Regions from separate parts of the Anas platyrhynchos genome. Here region 1 is linked to region 2. The links are chromatin contacts, called in public Hi-C maps. All regions are on one chromosome and are shown on one strand. The core of a region is the stretch at or near the end of the contact, and the rest is flanking DNA. Distances in the headings are between cores, read along the strand shown.

Region 1 (7,066 bases), core at 2,429-4,928, 81 kb before region 2:
TGATAAAACGCAGATACAAATTTGTTCACAAGAATAACAACTGGAATCTGCGTAAGTGAGGTACTCTGAGGAGCACTGTGAGGCTGAAGTTGTTGATACCACCAGATTTTTTCCACAGGAAAAATATTTTTCACTGTTGTACAGCACACATGAAGAAAAATAGCCGTGAGGGTAACCACAGAGTGCTCCCTGAGTAAGCTTAGGCTGTCTCGTACTTTAGGGAAACTGAATAAAATTATTCAGTAAGTTTTGTTAGAACACATGTAATAACTAATGGAAAAAAAAAAAAAAGCAGTAGAGATGAGGAGTTGGGTCCAACAAGGTGTTTTGGTTTTATGTCCCCCCAGTCTCAGACTGTAACAACATACATGTAACTTATTTCACATGTGATCAGAAAACAAAAAAATAGAAGTTTACCTTTGGGTGCTAATTTGAGTATGTCACCAGCACGGAAAGAAATTTCTTCTTCTGAAAGCGCATTGAAGTCATATTCTGCTCTTCCAACTACATGATCATCTTCACCACTTGCCCAGTTACTAGACACTGTTTCCAAATAGATATGAAGAAGTTACTTGCTGTGAATTAAGTACTTGTTTGATTTTAATAAAATAAAAATGGGGAAGACACCTTAACTGCCTTGCTAAAACTTCTCTGACAGAAAACTGTCAGCAGTAACAAACAAATCATGATTTGGTGAGACAAACCCACCCAATAGCTTCCCCTCTCTTCCCCAGCTGACACATCTTATAGAAAGGACACAGAAATAGAAAGAAACTGTGATTTCTGAATCACACAAAGCATACCAAGAAACTGCAACCTAACTCAAGAGTAGGCTATTTAGACAGGTCATTACCTGCTTAAAATTGTTCCCCAGTACCTAGTTAACTTCCATTACTGAAATATAAGATTAATCCGTACACATGATAACTAAGTGAACGTATACTCTGCACTTCTCTCACACAGCAGATTATCTTACCTGTTTCTTCATCAGTATATGTAGAAAGCAGTTTCCAAATCAGATAGGGACCTCCCATTATAACAGCAAAGAACAAGAAAATAGGCCAGGATTTTGCTGAGTTAGCTGCTTTGTCTTCAAGACCAACACGAGCTACTGTCCCCGCACTTTCAGCCCACAAATCCTCATTCTCAGAGCTCTTCCGCAAACCTAGTAACCGCTGCAGACGGTGGTAGAGATATCTTATAGTTCTTACTAAAGCGAAAGCTGAAAACACCTTTGTGAAGTGTACTCTGAGGCGGGAGAAGTGATTGGCTACATCCAACACGGCTCTGAAACTGTTGTACACAGCTGAAAAAGTAGCATCCATCATCATGCTGACCGAGGCAAACGCATGCACGATACTTTCAATGGACTGAAAGGCGCCTCTGCTGCTCTCTTCAGCCTGCTGAACAAACCTGCTGGGAGGAATATCATCTGTACGAAAGCGGTTATAACCCAAACCACCGTATCCATAACTGTAAGGACTATAGCTTCCATAAAAAGAGGTTCCATATGAACCATAGCCTGGAGTATAAGAACTGCTATAGGCTGGCCTGAAAGTGCTCAGACCGCTGCTTCCTGTTTGCTGTGATGGTCTTGGCAAAATAGGTGGGGGTATTCGTGCAACTGTGGGGTGTCCAGGTCTGGTCAGCAAGTTGTCACCCAAGTCAGGAGACCTAAACAAATTCAGACAATCAAGATCAGTACTCAAAATAAGGTTGCATTTTTATTTTCCTCAGAGGTCTTGACTAACTATAAATATGATAGCGCATTTCAGTAGTGTCAGGTTGAGGAACTTAGTAGCCAGTATATTGCACAATGTTTGTGAGAAGTAAAAAATTCAGCCAAGAAACACAGGTCTTTTAGGAAAAAACAAAACATTACAAAAAAAAGAGATATTCTTTGTAAGGATGGAACTGCAACCCAACTGAAACATACAGATGGAAAAACCTTCAGCTTATTTATCATATAGACTAAGAAAGCAGGAAATGCTGCATCCAGGCCTATCACGCCTGCTGCTGTAACACCAAAGTTGTTTATCTTCATGCAAGGCTGTCTTACACATGCAACCAAGAATATTTTGCAATATGAAAGCTTTATTTCCAATACTTGTTCTCATCTCTCCTAGATAATAAGCCAGTGGTACAGCAGGAAAGAAGCCTGACAGCTCCTTTGAATCCACCCCTAGAGAAGGGGGTGGTGTGACCTAATTGAGAATCCAAACCATTATACAGCATGTGCAAGGCCTTAGGGTCCCCTGCTTTACCTTCTCTCCCCAACCTTTCTAATCACCTTTATGCAGAACATTTAGAGATTAAATCTATTATCAGTTAGCAGAAAAGGTGTTATAAGTCAATCTTTTTTTCTTTTTTTCTTTTTTTTTTTTTTTAATTAAATGAACTTCTGGCCATTTGCATGCCTGTAAATTTCAGTCGGCTTACCTATGCCCTTTGCAGTAAGCCTCTGAGCACTAACTAGGGTGGTATTTGAATTCTATGAACCAGGTGCCAGCTTTTGCTCTTTTCAGCGTGAAACACACTTGCTATTGTCAGTTACACCTAAGATACAAAACAACTTCCTCTGAGCAAAACCTACAGTTGGCAAAGCAGAGCATAATATTTGTATCTTCATCATGTTCGCCTCTTCCATCTTAGACTTTAACTCTCCCAACAGTTAAAAACAGAAACAAGAATAAGGCATCACCACAGAGGAGACGCTACGCACCCAACAGGCGCTTTAGGACACCTCACTTTTAAGCTCCTTGAAGCAATTTAAAACGAAGCAGATAATCCCACCCAGGAAAAATAACGTTACGCTTCCACTCGGCGAGCTGCAGCTTGTGGTGCGAGCAGGGACCTGCTGCTGGGAGCTGCACCGGCTCTGGCCCTCGGCTTGGGGCTCACCTTTTGCCCACTTTCAACTCCCTCTAACTGCTACCACGGGCACCGAGTGACAAACAAGGCTGATCCTCACCCACCAAGCTTTGATTTCTGGTTTAAAAAAAATGATGTTGTGCACCACCCCGCGCTGTGTTTGCTGACAGCAGGCAGCGGGGCCAGCTGCCCCCATTCCCCTGCCCGCCTCTCCCGGGAAGCCCACGCACCCCCTCGGCCTCCCGAGCCCTAGCAGCGTGTTTCCCCACCCGGGGCCGGCTTCCCCACGCCGCACACCCTTCCTCCTCCCCAAAAACCTCCGGCGAGCGGCCCCAGCCCACCCCGAGCCCCACGGAGCCCCCTCAGGCTCCGGCCCGACCTTTGAGCCGCCCTCAGGGAAGGCGGCCGGGGGGGGGGGGGGCGCTGATAGCAGGCAGGCAGGCAGCCGCCCGGCCCCATTCCCCGACCCCATTCCCCGTCCCCAGCAGGCGCCCCCCGGCTGCCCCGCACTCACTGGAAGGCGGGCGCCACGCTGCCCGCCAGCCGCCGGTTCTCCCAGGGCTTGGGAGGCGGCGGCTGCGACGCCATCTCCGCCTCGCTGCGGGCCCGGCTGTGGGCACGGCACAGCCCAGCCCGGCCCCCGGCGGGCGGGTGCGGCAGCAGCGAGCTCCGCTCCGCTCCTCTCCTCTCCGCTCCGCTCCGCCCTGCACCGCCTCTGCGCGGCCCTCGGCCGGCCCTGCCGCCCGCCCGGATCGAGGTGAGCGCGGCTGCCCGCGGCCTTATGGCGGCCGCGAGGAGCGGGGCGCGGAGGGAGCGGCTCCGGGAGCCGCCTCAGGAGCGGGGGGGGCCCGAGGAACCTCCCCGGCTCCCCCCTGCTGGGTCTCCGGGGCTTGGCGGTGAGGGAGTGAGGCGTCGGCACGGCCGCGCTCAGGTGGCAGGAAGCTGAATTAAGTTAGCCCGTGTTTCCCCAAAGTACGTTTATTTTTATTATTTTTTTTCCTTCTAAAATGGAATTTCGAGTTTTCTACCTGCTCCTCGTTTCTATCGCCCATCATAAAGAGTCCCCATCTCGTGGAAAATTAACCGAGTTAATAACTTTTCCTATTCTCTGAAGGTCTTCCGTGACTGAGGTATTTCTAACGCTATGTGAGGGACACCAGGTGTGTACCAACGCACCCTGCCACACAACGCCTCAGGTGGCATCAAATGCTGCCTGGAGGAGCTAAACCCCAAATAAAACCAGGTCTTCCGCCAGCGAGCAATAGACTTGTGGAAATTTAGTCGATAAAAGATGTTACAGAGGCAACAACAAAACTGTGGGAGACAGAAGAGAAGGTTTGGAGGAAAGATCTGTTAGTTTACCAACAGACAAATGACAGCAGCTCAGAAAAGTCCCCCAAAGCAGGGATAACTGGACACAGAGGTAATATAACCTACACACACACATTTTCCTCTCATATATGTTTGTCCCTGCTTTGGAAGACAGTAGACTAATTGAACTTTTGGTATGAACAATTGTAGTTGTTATATGCGTCCTCAAGTTTCCTAGATAGCCAGTAAGGGTGAGTACCTCACTGGGAGCTAATTGAGTCCTTTTATTGTTGAGTTGCTGAATTATGTTTATCCTTTTTTTTTTTTTTCTTTTAATTTTAGAATTATCCAGCATGTCTTCGCTAACAGAAAAGGACAAACCAATTGTTCAGCTATTACTGAACACTGGCACTTGCCCACGATGTATTTTCAGGTTCTGCCGTGTGGGATCACAGACACTTTATAGACATCCATACAAGGTTTGTTCTTTGTATTCCTAATTAGAATGTGTGAACATATGAACGCAGTGCTCTTTGCACACCCATTGGAGATGATGTTGCATGCTCAGGTTCTTTGCCTGAGAGGAAAATGCTTTGCAAAATGAGTTATGGAGAATGACTGCTACACTGTGCAAATCTGAGAACTGACGAAAATGGTAGAATACAAGAATTGTTGTGGGTTTGGTGTTAACATTGACTGTGAAAGTTGCTACGCGTTACCTGGAAACACCGGTAAACAGGGCAGAGTAGCTTCTGCAGAGCACGGATCTATCACTTCTTAAGCAGTGCAGCTATGACAGTTCCCTCCTTTATTTTTCCTTTAATGTATTAAGCAGCAAAGAGGCTGTGGGTCACTGCAGCTAATACAGAGAAGGAACCATCTGTTTACTTTTGCCTCATACTTCCTCTTTATTTAAACAGAATTGATTGGTGGACTCTAACTAAAAAATGGCCCAACAAGGTGAAGGATAAATCTACCATTTTCAGACAAACTGAGTGTTATTAGGCATCCTGTTTAGTAGACCTTACTGCTGAAATTCAACATTCTCCAAATTTTTCCTAGTTGTGCACAATCATTCTTGCCTGTGTTCTTGTATTAGACATTTCTCAGCTTGGTTTTGGCTATTTGCTCCTCTACCATATTGTTTCTCTGAGGTATCATCGCGCAGGCCAAATATACATTTCCGTATACCTGGTCCAATCCCTTGTCTTTATGCTGGCATCTTATGGTGTTTGTCTTGATTTTTTATTTTTTTTTTTTTTACCTTTATTCAAGTTTAGACGCTCCAGAATTCATCTTTCAAATTTATCTTCTTTATCCTTTTCCATTTTCTATCAATCATTTGACAAGTGTTCATTCTGTATGCTGGTTTTCATTCTTTTGCAGCTCTACCCAATTTTCCTACTGAGTTGTAACAACACAGTAACTGCTGTCTTTTGTGTTGGAGATGTTTTAATAAATCTTTTTTTCTGAACTATATCTTATCTCTCTATGTCATCCTTCCTAAATTTCGGATGTAGTTAATTCTCTCTCCTCACCAGCACACCCTTGAATATTTGTAGGCTTCTCTCGTTACATGAAGTTGTTCCTCCTCTGTCACGTGTATTTAATTTCACCCTCAAATTTATCTGGCCTCATTTTCTTCTCATACTGTAGTGGCCAACTGTCTTCCTAGTCATTTTAGCTAATTGAGTTGGGATAATTAAATTCTGACATAATCTAAGTGACAAAAAGACAATAAACACTGGTTTTCATTGAATAGCAATGGGGTTGAAGATGAATGAATTTCTGCAAGTCAGTCTGTGAAATGTTACCGCTTTTCTTGGATGGCAAAGAAGTCTGTTCAGCAAAAATCAATGTCTTTGGGTAACATTTTGACAAAAATACAGCTTGTAGCTTTTTTAACTGTGCAGATGTCTTTTGGTGTAAATTAAAAGTTATTAATTACATACACAAAGACTAAAGTTGGGTGGTTGCTACTGCCTTTTAGAGCTGTGTTTGTAAGTGCTTTTTACAGCATTTGATAAAAGAGAAGCAATCAACAACAGTACAATCCTTTTGTTTGTGTTAGGATTTGATGAAGGATCTGACAGAATTCCTAAAAAATAATCAACAACAAGAAGATGCAGCTGGTTTTGGCATAGTTGATCCACCATGTAAGCGAATCAGACTTGAACACACAGAAGAGGTGCCTGATGATCTGAACCAGAATGGAGTGCTCAAGCACGTTCCTTTGGTTAATGATGACAGTGCTGCTGTGGAGAACTCGACTGTGGAGGTTTGCAATGTGTGTTTGGGAATTCTTCAGGAGTTCTGCGAGGCAGACTTTGTCAAAAGGGTAAATAACCAGTTTTTAATCCATACGTGTACTTTTTAGGAGCTTTTGTATGTTGGGGCCTGCAGCATGGAGTTGGTTATTAAAAACACCGTATATGCAGTTAAACGACTGAGAGAAAGAGCAAAGCATTTATCCATTTTGAATATTTGAAATGTAGGTGGCGCCATTCAACTACGTACTGCTCGTTGACATAGTGTTTGCATACCTCTCCTGCAGCTGCAAAATAGAATTTGTCAGTGTGACCATATTTTACCCAGGGTTTCTCATAATGTAACTTCAAAAATAGCAGTGCAGGTGCAATGGAATGACTGATAGAAACCTTTTTTCCTAAGAAAAAGATTAACAGATACGTAGTTACGCGAAGTTAGGAGATAACCTGAGGTTCAGCTGCTTAGAGTACAAATAAAACCTCACTGTAAATGATGATCTCTGTTCACTTTTTGCTATGGAAAGGTAAAATGAGGGGGGCATCAGATGCAGTGCTCTTCAGCTTAACTAAGTGTTCCTAATATAGCAGGAGTGTTTCTTTACCATATAGTACTATTT
Region 2 (6,749 bases), core at 3,414-5,913:
TGGCTGAGTAAGATGGAGGAGAGCCAGAATTCTGTGGTTGCTTTTACAAGAGTGTCACTACCTTTACTCATAACATGCTCAAGGAGCAAAGACTGATTAACAGCTTTGTCCAGGAAATCAAGGAAGATTCACACTCCTAAAGCTACAGAGGAAGGGTACGACAACTTCACTCGACTGGGTTTCTTCCACCTTTGAGGAGATTTAAAGCAACAGCACATTAGGCCCTAGAGGCACTCTCATCGTGTTTGTTCACTTCACTGAAGAGCCCTTGATTACAGCAGTAAGTTTACTAAATTTTTGGGCCACACAACAATACGTTCTTAGCAATACAAGAAGTGCCAAGAACGTAATCACACACCTCTTTCACAGAGAAAACTTCCACTTGGGTTGACTGGAATTTCATCTGAGTGATAAAAATACACAGCCATGCAAACATACCATTCATTTAAGTATTGTAAGAGTGAGAGCTACCTCTAACTTGCTGCAATCTATCATTCATTCAGAAAGATGCAATGTACCAGTTCACATATATGACATTCAAAAATCAACTTACCCCATTCAGTAGCTACCACCTTTTCCTAAAGGAAGGCATTTGGCTTCTGATGAAACCAAGCGTCATTTTAATGTTGAATCTAAAGTCAGATAGCTTTGGACCTAAAATGCACAATAGTGAAATGAAGTCTCATATCATGGCTGTGCGTTGGAGGCCAACCTGTGGAAAAACCTAGGTGCTATGCTGCAGTACCTAACATGCATTTTAGGGATTCATGTTTCTCCCAGTAACGGTGTCTCCATCTCATTCAGTTCCTCAGCATTATTTTGTGACACGTAAGGACTACGTGGCTTTAACACAACCTGAAGCAAGGAGCCTCCTATGCTGAAATGTACTTTGGGATATACAGCTTCCCATAAAATTTGGTGGGATAATTCTACAAAGATTTACTCAGTTAAAAGCTACGCTCATCCTTCACATAAAAGCCAGGATTAGGTGCTACAGCAGCACTTTCTCTACTCAGCAGCAAAGAAAGGCATCTCTAGCAGAGTGTCTAAACCCAGATCTTAAAGACTAAGTAAAAAGTCACCTGGGATTTGGACAGTTAGGACTCAAGTACTGGTCTTTTTAGTATTTGTCTTTTTTTTTTTTTAAAGGAAAAAAACTCAGCATCCACTCATTTTTCTGAAGCAGCTACTGGTAATTCCTATTTTAACAACTCTATCATCAGGAACTACTGGGATTCCCCCTTAACAACCTCACTCACCCCTGCAGTGATAAAATAAAAACTCACCCATCAGCACTTAGCAGGCTGTTAACGTGGATTTGATAGACCTGTCGTACTGTGTGTTGTGCTAGAATTCTTGGACTTTTTTGTGGAGAATGAAAAATAAGCAAGGAAGATCAGTGATGATGATCCTTCTTCCTAGGAAAGTAATCAACATCTGGAAGGAAAGCTGTTTAATATTTAAAACTATAAATAAGCAATAAGAATAGTGGGCTACCAGTTCCATAGTGGCTTAAAAATCAGTAGCTCGTTACAGTTATAATCTCTTAGAGACCGTTACAGTCCTTCTCAGCTGGATACAGTAACTGACATGTACTGGGAACCCCCACTGCAAGCATGGACAACATGACTTAAAAAAAAAAATAAGGGTCAAATAACAGTTTCACATATTCAGGAAATTTGGCTTCAGTTTCAGGTATTGGCACAAGCTTTTTTCGGATCTCTCTCAACTTACTAGTTTCTATAACAGATCTGTTAATGCAGAGATTTAAGGAAAAAAATCAGAAATGTTGTAAATTATTATTAAACACCAAAAAAGAATTTCCATACTGTCAAGAAAATCCTTGACAAAAGTGCACACTAGTGCCAAAACTTAATGCAAATTTTTAGTCTAAGGAACAATTAATGGGCACCCTGGTTCATCCTCTGTCCTTATACTTCAGATGAGAAATCATCTTCAACTTGTTAGTGGCATCCATTACTTATCAAACAGAAGATCATCCCATGTTTCACAACAAAAGCTCTCCTTAATAAATAGCTGAAAATCAAATCTAAGCAAAAGAGACGGTGACTTGAGGAAAGAAGTTCATAAGCAAGCAAGAGCTGATGAAGTAACAGTCTTGCTTAGGAGTCACTAAGAACTTGTGGGTAGTTTAAGCTGAAGTCTTAAACTTTTCTAAGTAGTTGCTCTGCTTTTATTTGACGTTTGAGACCTTCATACAAGGACAAATAAAAGTGCAGCAGGGTTTCCCCAGTGATATCACAGCCACTGAAATAAGGGATGACCTTTAAGGCTGAAAACATGCAAGGCTAAGTTTGAACATACGACCCCCTCCCCCATCTGAGCTCCACAGTTCGGCTTCTGGCCAATCCATCTCTGCTTATTTGTTACCGAAAGGTGAACTGAAAGCAGCTTTAATTAAGCTGAGCCCAGAGAACACAGATACTGCCCTTACTGAGTTTTCCCCCCATGAAGTCATAACACATAAGAATGGGAGAGAAAAATCAATTGACTTCATTACTTATTTCTGTCAGAGAAATATAATTCAGTACACTGATTTATAGTTTCACAGGCTTGTGCCAATATTTACCCTGAATTACAGAGAAGTAAACATCTCTGTACTTACGCAACTTATCATTTGGTGTAACCCAATGATTTATTTAGTGGGAAAGCAGGGGACCAGGGGATTCCCTTGCTTTCTCATTGCTAGCACTTAGCTGATTGCAACAGATTCATTTTCCTCAAAATGCAACTCCCAGAGATGTATTTTTATCCCATCTGATTTTCTTAACTTACTGCAGACAACCACTTTATAGAAAGCACTGTTATCTAGCATTTTCCCATTGCTGATGATTTGATAACTTAGAGATTTGTTTTGCAAATGCATTCAACAGAACCTACATCGGTTTGGTTCACAGAATCTATCAAAGTTGTTATTCTGTACAGCAAAAGAGGTATAAAGACCTGTAAAAACACTCAAAACAAGTTAGTAAAGTTAACATACACTATTACTATCCAAGACAAAAACGGAAGTAAACGTAACCAGCAGCTACAAATCTTGCAAGAAACACTGAAAGGTTTCTGGTTTCGCATATATGATTCAGAAGCAGGAACAACATTCAGTTTCCTGAAGGTCTAATGCCTGCCTCATACAGGAGAGCAAAAAATGTGTAACTTCAAAAACAAGCGTAATTATTACTGAGCTCTAAGGAAATGCTCACAATGCTGCGTTTATGTCCTGTCCTTCTACTTAAGTAGTGGAAGAGGTTGTACACTACATGATTCAACAAAACTTCAACTTTTCTTCTCTGCATGCACTTGAATATAGTTCATATGATCACCTTCTGTTCTTGCCCAGCAAGCACACAGGAAGAAAACTGCTGCAACAAAATAAATTCTAGCAATTTCCAGCTCTAGTACCTACCGACTGAAGCATTAACTACGTTTTTGTTGTTTGTTCGGTTGTTTTACCATCAGTGCCTTCTGTTAGTTATGGCTAGTCAACACTTCCTATTTTAGGACCACATTTTCAGTTACTCCCAAGTTTGCAAAAAAAAACGTTCTCTAGAGTATGATTACATATATTGCCCCCATCTGATTTTTAGGAAAAACAGAACAAAATGACTTGGTCATTTCTAAGAATGAGTCACAGGGAAAGCGTGCCACCTTAATTATATTCAAAGAACTCAAAACTTTTAAGAAACTCTCAACTTCTTCAGATTTCAGAAACAGGGACATGAAATTTAGCATGGAAGCTGTGCTGGTGTCACTATTGGACTTTTTACCGTTCCTTTGAAAAACCACACAAATCTGGGCATGTGTTGAGCTTTTTAAAAGTCTGAGCTTACACATGCCTGCAGACTTGCTTAGTAAGAAAAAAAGTCATCAGCTTTCTCTCTGCTGCACGTACTGTGGAGAGTGAGCGAGATGGTCCCTGCCGAAGGCTGCTGCTTGCCTGGCTGCCACAAACTAAAATTGAAAGTAGATTATTTCTCTGGTTTCAGGACTCCCAGGGTTTTCTGTCCAGCACAGAAAAAAAACCACAACACACGTCAAGTGTAAAGGGAGCAAAGATAAATTTGGGTGGGAAAGGAAGATGTAAATATCAGGGAAGATAGGAAGGTAGGCAAGAGTCTCAGACCAGCCAAAAAGAAAAGAGGTGAGCTATGATTAAGAATAAAGGATGGGTGTCAAGCATGATGAATCAGACAGGGTCTTCCCAGCAAAGAGGAACTGCCCAAAGACGAGCTGTCCCAGTTTGATTTCTATCAATGTCCTGAAGGTCAGAGAGCTGAGAACCCACCAGGTTTTATCGTCTGGAGTAACAGAATTACCGGTCCCCTGGCTACTGTTTTGCTAAGACTTCCACTACCCCAGAACACCAGGAGAGGTCCAGCAGGGGGCCAGGTCTCAGCTGTTGGGCTGCAACCACACGCTGGTCCCCCAGCCACAAGTGCAGAGAGCAGCTGAGGGAACCCTGAGCTGCAGGAGTCGATGCCGGGAGGCAGCTGAGGGTGCTCACAGCCCGTGACTGCCCTTCCTTCTCAGCCCTAGAAGCTGAGAAACATCCCCACCGCCCTCTGCTCGGCCCAGCAGGGTTCAAGGCAGCGCGAGAGCCTGGGCTGTCGGGCACCACAGGGCTGCAGGGGTGTTTCCCAGCCGCCTGCCCGCAGAGCGCTGCGGTCACATGCCAGCACCGTCACAGCAGCTCTCAGTCCCCAGCCTGCCCCCGCTGCAGGAAACTCGCCCCAGCGTGGGAAGCCTGGGCCACAGCCCCCCATACCCGACAGCTCTCCCCACCCTGTAAAGAGCACGCAGCCCCCACAGTCGCTCGATGGGTGGGCAAGGCAGCAGAGCAGCCCCCGAGGTGGTCCCGTGGGAGGAGAAGGTGCCCGTTTACACAGGAGCACAATAGGGTGACCCCTGCAGTGGTTTGATTTCCTTCAGAGCTGGGGTGCTGCTGCCTGCAGCCATGGGGTGATCAGCCCCTCAGCTGTAGGCAGAGGCATAGCCTGCTACAGCCCAGCCCATGCCTGTCATTTACTGGTAATGCACAGGACCAGGCTCTTTATAAGAAGTGTGATGAGGTAATGCAAAAATTCAGCTAGGAGTTTTTGCTTGTGCTTAAGCCAAGCAGCTTATTTCACCAAATATTACATAAAAGCGGTAGTAAGCCCCCTCCTTCCCAAAAATCAACAGCAGCAGTTTCAAGATACCTCTCACCTCCCCCCCACCCCCTTTGCTTTTTACTCACCGGGACAAGAAATATTCTATCACCCTTAGTTGCTACAGGGACATGCACTGCAACAGAAGCATAGGTAATTCAGAAGCTGCTCCTTTGGTGATACTGAGCAAAGAAAACCCTGGGATACAGGAATTCCTGCAATGGAATTCCTTCCATGTAGTTAGTAACTTGGAGGCATCTGAATACACAGAATTTGTGTCCAAATGTATGTACAAAATACAGCCAATCCTTTTTAATGAGATTAATTATTCCTCTCTCCCCCCTTCTACCTCAATCTCCAAGCCACACACACAAAAGCCAGTTAAGAATGCAGATAGAAAAGGACACTTCCCAGGAAGTCCGATGGAATATAGGCTCACTGAATTCTTTTACAACTGGCTAACTTAACTTTCAGTGCCTTTAACAGAAGACTTGGTGCATAAAAAAGGAAAACACAGTTGTTGCAATTTGAACTCTCATCAAAACAGCTGAAATCTAGCCATTAACCCACCAAAACCAAGAGGAGAACACTCAGAACACCAGATAACAACACAGCCCTGGGGCAGCACTGCACTTCTGCAGTATCTAGGGAAACCCCAGAGCAGTGAGGTCACCGTGCACCGCACCAAGCATTGAGCCAGGGTATATATAGAGGAAGTGTGTATCCTCACCTATTCTGGATCAAGTCCCAGAAATCAGTAACCTAAATCCTTCCTAAACATTCTTTACCCAAAGAGGGGAGAAAAAAAAATAGAGTAAGAGCGATTAGAAGGTAACCGTAAAGCAAGAGTAAAAAATAATTGTGAAAGCATTCCTCAGTAACCATGAGCCAGCTCAGTTTAAGACCAGTTGTATTAATGCGTGTGCTAACAGAGGGGTTAAGGGCAGAACAGCCCAGAACAGGCTTAGAATACTCAAAAGGAATAGTTTGTTTAAAAGCTTGATATTACAGAGTTGTAGACTACTACAAAGACAACTTTGTTATTTAGTTTGCTATTTACCTTATCACCTACTAAGGATTTTTTGTTTTTAAGATAAATTCTCCCTATTCTTTTGAAGTCCTTAAAAGTCTTGTTAAGGTTACAAGTGGACACTTAAATGAACTCAGAATTGCTGCTAAAGCCAAGCAACTTCTTTTTACAGAAATGCAGGGGTATCTATTGTTCAAGTGGCAAACTGGGAATTCAGCTGTCAATTCAGTTTACGAATTGCACTATTCATTCCATGGGCATTCATTCAAGGCCTGAACACATCAACAGCAGGAAAGTAGCGATATTAACTCAAGCTGACTACATTTTGCAGAAAGTTGTGCCCACCTGTTCCTATCCCTCTGTACAACTGGTTTGCCATTTTATTTTCAGTTTTGCTTTTTCTTAACGTGAGCCCATCTACATTAAAAAAGATGGAGGAAAGACAACTGAAGACTTCAAATTTCTTTGGATGATAGTATTCGACAGTACATACAAAAATACTCTGAAAAAGACAACTTCATTTACAAATATCACCAATTATAAAGAAATTACAA

The links. A called contact is a pair of places that touch in the nucleus more often than the background predicts.
Region 1: a contact with region 2 is called in a Hi-C map of subcutaneous adipose tissue, with 2.1 times the contacts expected there. The contact joins the promoter of PEX13 here to the enhancer-like site in region 2. A contact is called at or near these places in 4 of 8 Hi-C or Micro-C datasets (liver, skeletal muscle and subcutaneous adipose tissue).

What each region holds. Positions count from the first base shown.
Region 1 is chr3:6,614,013-6,621,078 of IASCAAS_PekinDuck_T2T, reverse strand. It overlaps PEX13 (peroxisomal biogenesis factor 13), which reads right to left and starts at 3,678. Exons shown (of 4, transcript XM_027453279.3): 1 at 3,386-3,678; 2 at 977-1,674; 3 at 418-543. The coding sequence starts at 3,459. It overlaps PUS10 (pseudouridine synthase 10), which reads left to right and starts at 3,589. Exons shown (of 18, transcript XM_027453278.3): 1 at 3,589-3,628; 2 at 4,525-4,661; 3 at 6,254-6,520. The coding sequence starts at 4,536.
Region 2 is chr3:6,533,970-6,540,718 of IASCAAS_PekinDuck_T2T, reverse strand. The region is part of intron 22 of PAPOLG (poly(A) polymerase gamma); the gene reads right to left. Among named protein-coding and RNA genes, the nearest start is that of REL, 13 kb to the left of the region's middle. Within about 2 kb of position 4,663, at least 5 of the 8 cell types and tissues checked have an H3K27ac peak or open chromatin away from gene starts, as enhancers often do. A contact at or near this core is called in subcutaneous adipose tissue, where this site is marked.